Linked DNA regions of Mus musculus: region 1 is linked to region 2. Evidence: chromatin contacts called from public HiChIP or PLAC-seq data. All regions are on one chromosome and are shown on one strand. Each heading gives the region's core, a stretch centred on a gene start, on an enhancer-like site or on the middle of the called end of the contact. The rest is flanking DNA. Distances are from core to core; before and after follow the strand shown. Region 1 holds the start of Col1a2 (collagen, type I, alpha 2). Region 2 overlaps Gm46948 (a long non-coding RNA gene).

Region 1 (5,911 bases), core at 2,840-5,339, 75 kb after region 2:
CAATTCTAGCAGCACTACCCTACATCAGGCTCCTCCAATTTCCTTTGAATTGCTCCTCACTGGTTTCCCATCTCGGCTGGGCTCTCCTAATCATTCTTCCAGCATGTGGCCAAAGCCCTTGTTTTTAAAACATCCTTTGATGGCATACTGTCTCCACTCAAAATCATCCATCCATACACCCTCTCAAGGCTTAGAAATACATGACCACCTAAATACAGCTTCAAGTTCCATTTTAATATGGTCTCTGCTAAACCTACCATTTTTAGCTCTAACTCCTTCTTGTCACACCCTTTGCCTTCACAATTTAGTTAAAATAAAGTGTCTCAGACTGACAATGTTCCTAAGAGCTTCGGTGGGGTTTTTTGCTTTGTGTTGTGTTTTGTGTTGTTATTTTTAAGTAGGGTCTTGCTACATAGCCCAGGATGGCCTTGGACTTGAGATCCTCTTACCTAAGTCTTCCAAGAGCTAAGATTATAGGAGTTAACTACCATACTGGTTCTCTATCCTTCTTATAAAGCCTTTATATGGAGGCTTGACTAAGATGTTGCAGCTCCAGAGAAGCCTGACTTGATTCTGCCACCTAAATCTAGACCTCCCATAAACTCACAATTCACTGCACTTCTCCTGCAGACTATAAGCCCCAAAGAGCAGTGCTTTGTCATCCATCCCTAGTGCTCCTAACTGTACAGTGCCTAGCACAGACCTAGATAGTGCTTGAGTGAACTGGTTCCAGTTCTACTTAGACATCCAGAGAAAACCAAATGTCCTATTTGGCATGATACGCACCAAGAATCTCTAGGCCTTCCAAAGAAGTATAATAGCAGAAGGAAGGCCGACATCATATCTGCTCAGCTTTCACCGGTTGCTAAAAGCTCTGGAGAGCTTCTTTTCTCTCCTCTAAAAATGTTGCAGGGATATGAACACAGGAGTCCAGTCATCTAACAGCAAAGTCCAGAAGGCTTTGGTTGCTCCCTACTCTTCCCTCTCTTTTCTCATATCCCATCTGGACCAGCACAGACAGATCAGTTCAGGTTTTGTTTCTCTCCTCCCAGTTCCCTCAGCCTCACCCCCAATTCTCACTGACAACAACAAACAACTAACTAATAATGTGTTATTTCATCACATAAAATATTTAGCCAACATCTAGAGGCAAGTATTAGAGAATGTTAGAGAGTGCCTGTCTCCAATAGGTGACTGTCCAAACCATCCATAAATGGCTGATATTCCAGTCTCTAGTCTCTCTCAGTCTCTCTCTCTCTCTCTCTCTCTCTCTCTCTCTCTCTCTCTCTCTCTCTCTCTCACACACACACACACACACACACACACAAACAGGAGGGAGGACAGCGATACAGAAAGAGACAGACAGACAAACAAGGAGATAAGGACAGATGGAGAGAGAGAAGAAAGACATAGATGAGACTGAGAAGAGACAGACAGACAGACAAACAGACAGAGACAGGCAGAAGAGAGGAAGAGAAAAAGAGAGAGGAGACAAAGACACAGAAGGAGACAGAGACAGAGACAAAAGAGGCAGAGAGACAAAGGAAGGAAATGAAGAGAGAGGAAACAGAAACACAGAAAGAGACAGGGGGAGGGATGAAGAGAGAGGGAGAGAAAGAGAGATAGAAAACAAGACACAGAAAAAGACAGACAGACAGACAGAGACAGGCAGAAAGAGGGATGAAACAGATAGGGAGAGAGGAAAACAGGGAGAGAGAGGGCTCTTGCCTTGCCCTCACTGCTCAGTCTGGGGCTTTCCACCAAGTGCTGACTCTGCCGGCTGCAAACCCTGCCACATCAGCAGGGAGGGAGCCTTGCAGCACTTGGTATTTGCATCAGTTTCCTGGAATGCTTTACAAGTTATCAGTTCTTCACTCTGGCCCAGGGTGGAGGGGCTTATGTTCTTGTGTTTGAAACTTGGTTTCTCTGATTCTCAAAAGCCAACCAAGTAGATTTGCTTTTCTTTCTTTTGCTTTTTTTTTTTCTAAAAATTATCCCACTTTCAACGGCTGTTCTAGGCTTGAGACTATTTTGACAATCACAGAAAGCCACTGAGCAAAGTGGAGTGTCTAAGGAGTAGCTAGTGCAAAGCAAGGGACTTGGCTAAGTTGTCCCCAAGGAGAGTTATCCAGTAATCAACCTGAGGGACATTTAGGGGGGTTCTTTCATAAATCTGTTTTCTTACCTACCCAAGTCTTTTGTTCAGAAACAGCACCTGTCTTTCAGGTGCCTGAGACATAGACACAAATGACAGTCTCTAAAGTCAAGCCAGCACATCGACAGAAATAACTTATGCTCTTATTAATGAAGAAGAAGGAGGAAAGAGAGAGAGAGAAAGAAAGAAAGAAAGAAAGAAAGAAAGAAAGAAAGAAAGAAAATCAGATGTGCAGTCTTGAAATGCTTTCTTTGCTCAGTACTTTTTCAAAAAAAAAAATTCCCTCCACATTATTTAAAAAACAAAACAAACAAACAAAAAACCCAAAACTCTTTCTCATCTAGCCTAAAAGAGACTTGAACTGCTGGGGTGAGAGGAATTGGGGGAACCGGGAACCGCTCAGAAGAAAAGGGGGGAGGAGGGGAGGGATTGTGGGAGGAGGTGATCTGGAGGGAGGATTTAAAGTGAATAAGTAAGAATTAAATTAAATTTTTAAAAATGCTTGTCTCTCAAATCAGTGTTTTTCACAGGATTGAAATAACCTTATTGAAATGTTTATTCTCTTCTATTTCTAGCATTTTTTTTAATTTAGAAAGAGAAGCCAGTTAGCAATATCCAGAACCTTTTGCTTATAGCAGCTGCTGATGGAGCTAACCTACTTAGAAATTCTTCCTCACCGGGAAGTCGAAAGGGGGAAGGTTTCCCAAGGAGTTCGCCAGTTCCTTCTTCATGAACATAAAAATGGCCTAAAGATGCTGTGTCTGCTGTGACTTTGGGGACATAATGAGAGTCTGAATAGGTCTCTCCAGCCTCATGATGGATGCTCGGCAGGCCAAGAGGAGCCTGCGGCCCCGGGTAACTTGGAAGACTCCAAGAAACTTTGGGAAGGAGAATTTACTATGTCTCTGCCGCTGTCCTGGACAGCCAAAGTCTCCTACTCCAATTCTTCAGAGTCAAAGTCTCTTCCCAAGATGGGGAGAGATTGCATCTGTTCTGGAGGGGACAGCTTGGGATGTTAAGGAAGAGGTTGTATACGCCCTAGGGATGATGGGAGGTGTGAAGATGCAGGCAGGGGTGCCTGGCAGTGGCTGTGGAAGGGGTCATAAATAGGCAGCAAGGCCAAGAAGGCTGAGTGTTCACTGATCTGTTATCTGATCCAGGCTCGGCATCTGAGTCTGGCTGGTAATCCTTCATGGGGTCTGTACATGGGGCTGGAAATGGGGCTTAACCAAAGTAAATGTAATAATGCACAGTTTATCTCTTGATGCCTGCTCCCCTCATCAACGAGAGAGAGGGGGGTACAGACAGAGAGAGTCAGAGAGAGGATGGAGGAGGGAGGGAGGAAGGGAGGGAGGAAGGGAGGGAGGGAGGGAGGGAGGGAGGGAGGGAGGGAGGGAGGGAGGGAGAGACAGAGAGATAGAGAGACAGAGGAGAGAGGAGATTATGGGCACACAGGCCCCCCCAAACTGGGGAAATTAGGGGGCAGGGGTGGAGCCAACCCATGAGGGCAGCTCTAGAGCTCGCCACGCTGTCACCCTCCTCCCCTCACACCCCAGCCCCCTCCAGCCTGCAGATGGCCCGCAGGGCACAGAGTGAAGCGGGACTGGACAGCTCCTGCCTTTTCATCTTCGGCCTCCAGGTCCCTCAACACCTGCCCCGCCGCCCGGAGATCTGTAAAGAGCCCACGTAGGTGTCCTAAAGTGCTTCCAAACTTGGCAAGGGCGAGAGAGGGCGGGTGGCTGGGGAGGGCGGAGGTATGCAGACAGGGAGTCAGAGTTCCCCCTCGAAAGCCTCAAAAGTGTCCACGTCCTCAAAAAGAATGGAACCAATTTAAGAAGCCCCGTAGCCACGTCCCTCCCCCCTCGGCTCCCTCCCCTGCTCCCCCGCAGTCTCCTCCCAGCACTGAGTCCCGGGCCCCTAGCCCTAGCCCTCCCATTGGTGGAGACGTTTTTGGAGGCACCCTCCGGCTGGGGAAACTTTTCCCATATAAATAAGGCAGGTCTGGGCTTTATTATTTTAGCACCACGGCAGCAGGAGGTTTCGACTAAGTTGGAGGGAACGGTCCACGATTGCATGCCTGCGCCCGCCAGGTGATACCTCCGCTGGTGACCCAGGGGCTCTGCAACACAAGGAGTCTGCATGTCTAAGTGGTAGACATGCTCAGCTTTGTGGATACGCGGACTCTGTTGCTGCTTGCAGTAACTTCGTGCCTAGCAACATGCCAATGTAAGTGTCTTCTGCTTGTTTGGGGGAGATGAAGGAGAGAGGCTGGATAGGTGGGCACCCTTATCTCAACAGAGGGAAACTTCACACATTCATTCCACATACAGCTTGTGAGGTCGCCCTCTAATCTGTCGGAGAAAACACTAGGGTTCACGAGATACATGGGAAAAGAATGGAAATATGAAAGACTTGACTGTTGCCAAGAGTTGGGGGAAGTTTTTCCCTTAAAACTAGACTGTTAGCCCGGATGCCCCGGTTGGTGAAGCTCACAAAGAGGCAAAGAAGGTTGCCTCAAGATATAAACCTGGCTGACAGCATGAACGACTGAGAGGGCTCCACTCTTCAATTCCCAGAATTATGCCCGTGGTCACGTTGTGAAACTTGAGGCCTAGTTTAGAAAGCCCCGTAATAGAATAATACAAAACTCACAGGACTCCATTTTCTTGTGGGCGGCCGAGTTGCTCTGGATGACGTTGATGAAGATAATGATAAAAATACGCCCCCTGGAGGGGGTAAAGTGCAGGAACAGGGACCAGGCCTTAAGCGCTAGGAATTCCAATTAAAGACTTCCCAGGTCCATGGAGTAATTTACATTTCTGGGCCATATGTAAAGAACCCAGATGGTGTATCTTGAGAAGCGGGCTGCTTCGGCCTCAGCTTTTATCTTCTGAATAGTCAAAGCAGCGTCCCAATCCATTACCTGATCATGGAAATGGTAACTTTTAACTAAAATAAGCTCTGTTCACTTACACTTCAACAAGTTCCCACCTGTAATCACACACGAAAACAACAGATGTGAGAAATATCAACTTCGTCCTGAGATTCAAGAGCCTGGGGATTCTTCTCAGGAGTCTCTTACTCGTTTACCATGTGACTTCAAATGAATCAATTGGGCCTTTTTCTAAAATGTGGGGTATATACTAAATGTGCCAACTTCGAGGCTATTTTCCATTTCTAGGTTGTATAACTAACTAGAATTTCCTGAAGAAAGAATGAAGAAAACCACTTGGGTTTCATCTTTTAAAATGGCTGCCTAATTTAACTGGACAAAGATGTTGGCTTGATGAGTATTCAGGAGGGCGTGGCCACACCCAGACCTTCAGCTACACGCCCCACGTCTGCCACAGCCTAATTTTGAATGTGTATATATTCCTTTCATCCACTTTTATATACCCCTCGAGGATACTAAGAAGTAATTGCATTGTACAAATTAATGTTACAAGTTAATTTTATATGAAACCAGAGTAAGAGGGGATCCCCACAGAAAAATATAGTAGACTTAGGGAAGTAGAGATTTGAAGGTCAACATACATTTTATTCAACATCCAACCACTAAGAACAATAAAGGTTATCCAACACACATTGTCCAAAATGGCTCACAAACTGAGTAATTAAAAGGCACGTTTCCAAAGCCTGTAAGGCTTACTGGCTTCTCTTAATTCAGGCAAACTGTTCTTCCTTCAATGGAGAAAATAAACTAGACATACCATTTATCTAATTGAACAGTGATTCTCATCAATTGCCCTAAAATGT
Region 2 (5,878 bases), core at 2,399-4,898:
ACAAAGTGAGTTCCAGGACAGCCAGAGCTATACAAGGAAACCCTGTCTCAGGAAAAAAAAAAAAAGAATCACCAAAACATTGGAATCCCATGCCCTTCTCCAGCTTCTTGCCTATCTGTTTCTCGAGAGCCATTGTCTATCGGCTCATCCATTCACAGCCTTCAGCCATGGCACACCTCCAGAACTTGTTAGATGCCCTTCCCCTCTCCCCTTCTGCTACTCCTCCAGTTTCTTTTTCAAATTGCAGCCAGTATGACCTTTTCAAAATGCAAATCTAACTACCCTACCAAGACTTCAAAGAACCAATTACTTTGGGGGAACTCAAAGGTGCCCCAACTGCCTAACCCTGTCTGGCTTCCTGTTACCTTCCCCTCAGTCATCCTGACTGCACACAATTCTATAGCTTGGATCCATGCTCTTGATTAGGACAGTCCTGCTAGCTCACTGTCTTCTCCTCCTACCTACCCTTTACTTTCATTTCTTAATTTCTATCCTTTATATCTCTGTTTATCCATCACTTCTCTTGTCGAGCAGTACCTGGCCTCCTACTCCCTCAAAAAGTGACTTATGTTTGGAGCAATAGCTTTCAAAGAGGAAATGAGGTAAAAATAGAATGCTATAATGAGCCTCAATCCAATCTGACTGGTATTCTCTGAGAGATTAGTGTTCAGAGGACACAAAAGGAAGAAGCTAAGAAAAACAAGTAGAAATCCAGGCAGTGCAGACTGAGGAAGCTAAAGACAGATTTGGGGATACAGTAAGGAGGAAGTCTCGGTTTGACTTGTGCTTGGGTAATTTTTGTTTGGCTGTTTTGTTTATTTTCACTTTGCTTTGCTCTGTTTGTTTCTTTTTTGTGAAATTTTTTCCTACATAGCCTAGGCTAGCCTTGAATTCATGACCTTTCTATCTTGGTCTTCTGAATACAGTGATCCACTATGATAGGTGTTTCTCACTGTGCTCAGCTCTCTAAGGAGTTTTCCAGCATTGGGGTTCCATTCCCCAGAAGTTTCTGCAAGTTATGTAGTATTTCTTAAAAGTAAATCTCTTCATTACAGGACTTTCCAGAGACCTTAACATAAACATGCTTACAGGAATTTACAGTAAGGATGCACTATATCCTCAATATATTTGAGTTCTTAATTCATTTTTCTTTACAGAGTATATCTAGGGTCCCACCATTGTTCCCTTATGGAAACCCAAAGCCAAAAAGCATTGTGCATCAAAAAGGGGACTAAGCTGTCATGCAGAAAACTAGATCTGTATTGGGGCATAAGTCAGAGCTTTCAGAATACAATGAGATATCATTCAATTATTATAAAGAATTATGATGAGGAACAGAAAGAATTTTTAATAGACTAAAATGACTCAGTAAATATGGTATTTGAATATCACCGGGGAACTGGGTAAGATATTGCCACTTTAAAACACATTTTAAAATGAACTCATTTGGTAACCTCAATTTAGAAAACTTTAGAAAATAGGAAGTCTACCAAGGCTGAAAATAAGTGGAATTCAGCATGTACTCTTCATATCAGTCAAGATCTAGCATTTAATAGAAGAGATAGGTGATCAATTATTTATGTCACTCACATAATTTGTAAGTTAAGTCAGGCCAGTACACAGAAATAAGCAACAACATTGTTTGGAAAGATAAAACAGTAGGTAGATCAGCTCAGAATAGAATTAATTATGTGTAGAATTAATTATCTGTAATAAATAAGCTAAAGCCACTGTTATTTCCCTGAGAGGATACAGAAAGCAGTCAGTTCAGACTAAATAGGTCTACGGTGATCAAGGGTTCCAGTTCCATCTATGTCACCATCCTAACCATCAGCTCACAGTCAAACCTGGTGCCTAACAAAGAGAGGAAGGCAGAAAGATAGAAAGATGGAGAGCAAATCCAAGTCCCACAGAAGTCACTTGTGTTAAGTAGTTCTCTTGAAAGTTGCACTCATTGCTTCCATTTTCCTCGATAAATGTTGGTTTCATGACCAGGTCTAAACCCACCCCACCCCCCTGCCAAATTTAGAAAATGTCACTTATCCAGCTTGCTGCTCCACTAAGTATGAAAGAGGGCCTGTCACTAGAAACCTGAATGGCACCTGGCAGGCATGGGAATGTCACCCCAGAGAAGTAGGAAGAAATATGCAAATAAGTAAGTAAACTTAAGCCATATTACTAATTTGTGAATTATACATAGGGGAATATGTGTGGTAGATTTATATTTTGGTAATAATAGAATGTGGTACATAGAAATAACCAATTAATTACTTCTACAATCTTCATTTAAATTATATAATTAAATAACTTATTTTAATTCAAAGGCAGAAGAGACTTGTAGAAAGTTTATAAACAGAATCAAGGCATTTACAAAGAACTTGAGCTTCAACATATTTGAAAGTTTAATTTAATGTAGTTAAGATTAACTTAAGTAATTCAAAACACATTACTTGCTAATTAGATAGCTTGGGGTTTTCAAAAACTTAGCCTCTTTAAATTTATATATTCGGCTTAAAATATTTAAACAATTTTAATTAATTATGTTTCAAATAATTACTTGAAACTGATTGCTGAATTGTTATATTTTAATACAATAATACGATTTCTAAATTGGATGTAAGATACTAAGGAAAAAATTAAGATATTAAGGAAAAATGAAGTTAAACAGTAATTTAAAACTACAAGGTTTAAAATCAGAAATTATTATGGGAACATTTGGATTATTCTGGGTGATTTTGATGAACATAAAAGATTCTTCTAGAATTTGCATCTAGGTGACTTCCTATGTAATTTTTTTGTGGTGTGTGTGTGTGTGTGTTTACATGAAGGTTACACATATAGAAGCCAACTTCAAATGTTGTTTCTCAAATAGCAAACATCATGTTTTCTGAGCTGAGGCTCTCACTGGCCCGAAGCTCAGCAGTGGGAGGGCTGGATATGGAGCTCTAGGGAACTGTGTGTCTCTGCCACCCTGCCTGTGGATTGTAAAGTACACTCTACTAAGGCTGTTTGATTTTGTCTTTGTTTTGTTTTGTTTTTATGTGGGTTCTTGGGGTTAGGCGCAAGTCCTCACATTTGCACAATACTTTATCAACTGAGCTATCTACCCAACTTTTTCCAACAAGTCTTAAAGTAGCAACCCCAACGCTAACTTCTTCATAAAATTCAACTGCCCCAGGCAATATTTCCTGAACACATCAGTGCATTTGACACATCTTGGATGATGAGCATCTCATTCCATTATATTTATCTCCCTCAAATAAACCATAAAGCAATACTGTCTTATACATTGTGGGGGTGGGGGAGAGAGAGAGAGAGAGAAAGAGAGAGAGAGAGAGAGAGAGAGAGAGAGTCTAATATAGACCAATGAACTCCAGAGCCAAGCACAGACAGAATGCAATTGAAATGGAATCTTTGTACTCCATTCTGATCCAGTGCACTCCTACCAGGGGCCAGACATCAACAGCATCTCTACTTAAGGAAGGGCAAGCTCTCCTCCCCACCTAGTTCCCAGTTACTGTGGCAATTAAATGGATAAGAAGTCTCATTATTAATCACTTTTGTCCATGGTTCATCTAGCACCACAGAAAAAGAACTGTCTCTTCCAGCATTTTCTTTCAGCAGGCCCTTAGCTGTGTGTTCACTTGCAAGTCATTACACATTCTCGCAGGAATGAAATGTGTTTTGGTTGGAAATAGTCCCAGCAGACCCAGAGGGTGGGCATTTGATTCCTTGATGAAAAGCCAAATCCACTGTCTGCAAAGGAACATTTTTTTTTTTAAGGCAAAGGACCATTTGCTCCAGGGCCCAAAATCACACCAATTTCAACCCCAGCTCTGAGCAGCTTGGCAGTGCCACCCAACAGAAAAGGAAAATGACTGTGAGTTCTTTATTCACAAAAGAACTCAGGAAACAACTTCAAATAATTCCCCAACCCAAGACAACATTTTGAGCAGGATTATATAAAGAGGTACTTTGGCAAGATGCTTTAAAGAACATTTAATGTACGAGGAGATGTCACCGTTTCAGATCACAGAGAGGAAAACAAATATCCAAACATCAACAAAAGCCGTTGTTGCACATTTTACCAATCTCTCTCTACCTCTACCTCTACCTCTACCTCTACCTCTACCTCTACCTCTACCTCTACCTCTACCTCTACCTCTACCTCTACCTCTACCTCTACCTCTCCCCCTCCCCCTCCCCCTCCCCCTCCCCCTCTCCCTCTCCCTCTCCCTCTCTCCCACTTAATTATACTGTAAAAATCAAGCCAGCAAGAATTGCTTCTTCACACTTAATCACTATCCTCCGTGGCTGTTGCAATTTTTTTCTTTTTCTTATTATAAAGAAATTTTTCTCTCTGTTGCCTATACTGTTTTCCAGCACATAAATTATCTTCCCTGTGACAAGCCCTAACCCATATTTCCCTGTGAAATCCGTAGCACTTAATGACGATCATTCTCACTTTGCAAACGCTTTAGGAGACTTTTTCAGATCCTGCCTAAATGAAGCCTCTTAAGTCATCTGATGAGCTTAGATTGGCGTTCAGGTCTCTTAGATTTGATTAGCAGATCCCAATGGCCTGCTACTGCTTTCTGAGGCTCTGTGATTTTAGCAGTAGGGGAGGAGGACAAAGAAGGAAAACAAGAATAGCTATCTGGATAATGGCAGGAAGCAGCCTAAAAAGGGGACATATACCTGCCCCATGCTCTATAACTGGATACAGTCATTAGCCATAGCTGCATGGTCATTTGAAATGGAGACCTTGACGCTTCTTATGGTAGGTAGCCTCTGAGTTGAGGCCAGTAAATAAGAGTCTATTCATCTTCCAGCAAGACTCGGAATTAGTCATCCTAGCCTGTGGTTCTCCCTTTCTGAATCTTCCTGACCTTTCTGCTTCTTAAACAATCAGTACCGCATGACTATGGTATGCTTAGGTCTTGTGCTCACTGTCCTCGCCAGGAGAAAAACATAATGCATTAGCTACAGCCCTGAGAAAACAGGCTCTGCTCTGAAATCGAAAGCCATTGTGTCTCCCACGTTGATGACACTCTCCCACCGTCTCTCACACTCTCAGAAAAGTTTTATTCCAGGCATATGCTTTCAAAAAACACGTACCTTACCAGGCACTAACTAGATTTGGGGTTTCCAATAGTTCTTCAAATTAGTAGCCAACACATACCCAAGAGGGTTAAGCTGGAGCTGTTTATCTGGCAACACAGAGACTATCTGCCACTCTAATGGCAAAACCAAAGCTTGGGCATGAGATTTCATCATTGCTCTTTCCTGCCCTAAGCAGTCAGATGATGTGGAAGGGAGGAAAATAATTAGAGATGAATAAATAATAATAGCAACATTGTAGAGCATGCCACTGTTTCCCTAATCCTTTGAAACATTGGAGTAAAACTTTAAAGAAGTTTTGTTGTTGTTGTTGTTGTTGTTACTGTGTTCATGTTGGAAATCTGTGGGGTGGGAATTAGAACATTTTGTTAAGTTGACCAAACTTATAGGCATCAGGAGTAGAACAGAGATTGGGACTTCTTATGCCAGCACTTTTGCTCGTCATCGTAACCATATCCATGCCTCCTCCTAACAACAGCCACAACTTGACCCATTCCCAACCTTCATACAAGGCTCTGCCCACACTTCTTCCCTGATGCTAGACTCACACATCTGATGGAATTTCACTAATCAAGCCATACAGAAGAAAAGATATCTATACAACGAAAGGGTTGTACATATATTATGAGACACATATTAGAAAATAAGCAAACAGGAGCACTGCCTCTTTCAGAAAATATCCCCCTGGTAGGTACTCAGGGCAGTCGAGGCCTTCCTGCGGAGTGGCCTCAAATCCATCATCCTGACCCTCATCCAC

The links. HiChIP or PLAC-seq counts read pairs in DNA pulled down with a chosen protein or histone mark.
Region 1: a contact with region 2 is called in an H3K27ac HiChIP or PLAC-seq map of embryonic fibroblasts, with 34 read pairs. The contact joins the promoter of Col1a2 here to the enhancer-like site in region 2. A contact is called at or near these places in 1 of 15 datasets of contacts at CTCF or cohesin (the NIH/3T3 cell line), 13 of 484 Hi-C or Micro-C datasets (the MC3T3-E1 cell line, the STO cell line, adipose-derived mesenchymal stem cells and 8 more), 7 of 115 datasets of contacts at active chromatin or transcription factors (craniofacial prominence, embryonic fibroblasts, embryonic limb bud and 4 more) and 3 of 9 other capture datasets (adipose tissue, embryonic tail and pancreatic islet).

Annotation. Positions count from the first base shown.
Region 1 is chr6:4,501,529-4,507,439 of GRCm38.p6, forward strand. It overlaps Col1a2 (collagen, type I, alpha 2), which reads left to right and starts at 4,090. Exons shown (of 52, transcript NM_007743.3): 1 at 4,090-4,381. The coding sequence starts at 4,312.
Region 2 is chr6:4,427,468-4,433,345 of GRCm38.p6, forward strand. The region is part of intron 3 of Gm46948 (a long non-coding RNA gene); the gene reads right to left. The region is part of intron 1 of Gm33788 (a long non-coding RNA gene); the gene reads left to right. Among named protein-coding and RNA genes, the nearest start is that of Gm33788, 5.6 kb to the left of the region's middle. Within about 2 kb of position 3,649, at least 55 of the 459 cell types and tissues checked have an H3K27ac peak or open chromatin away from gene starts, as enhancers often do. A contact at or near this core is called in the MC3T3-E1 cell line, the NIH/3T3 cell line, the STO cell line and 3 more, where this site is marked.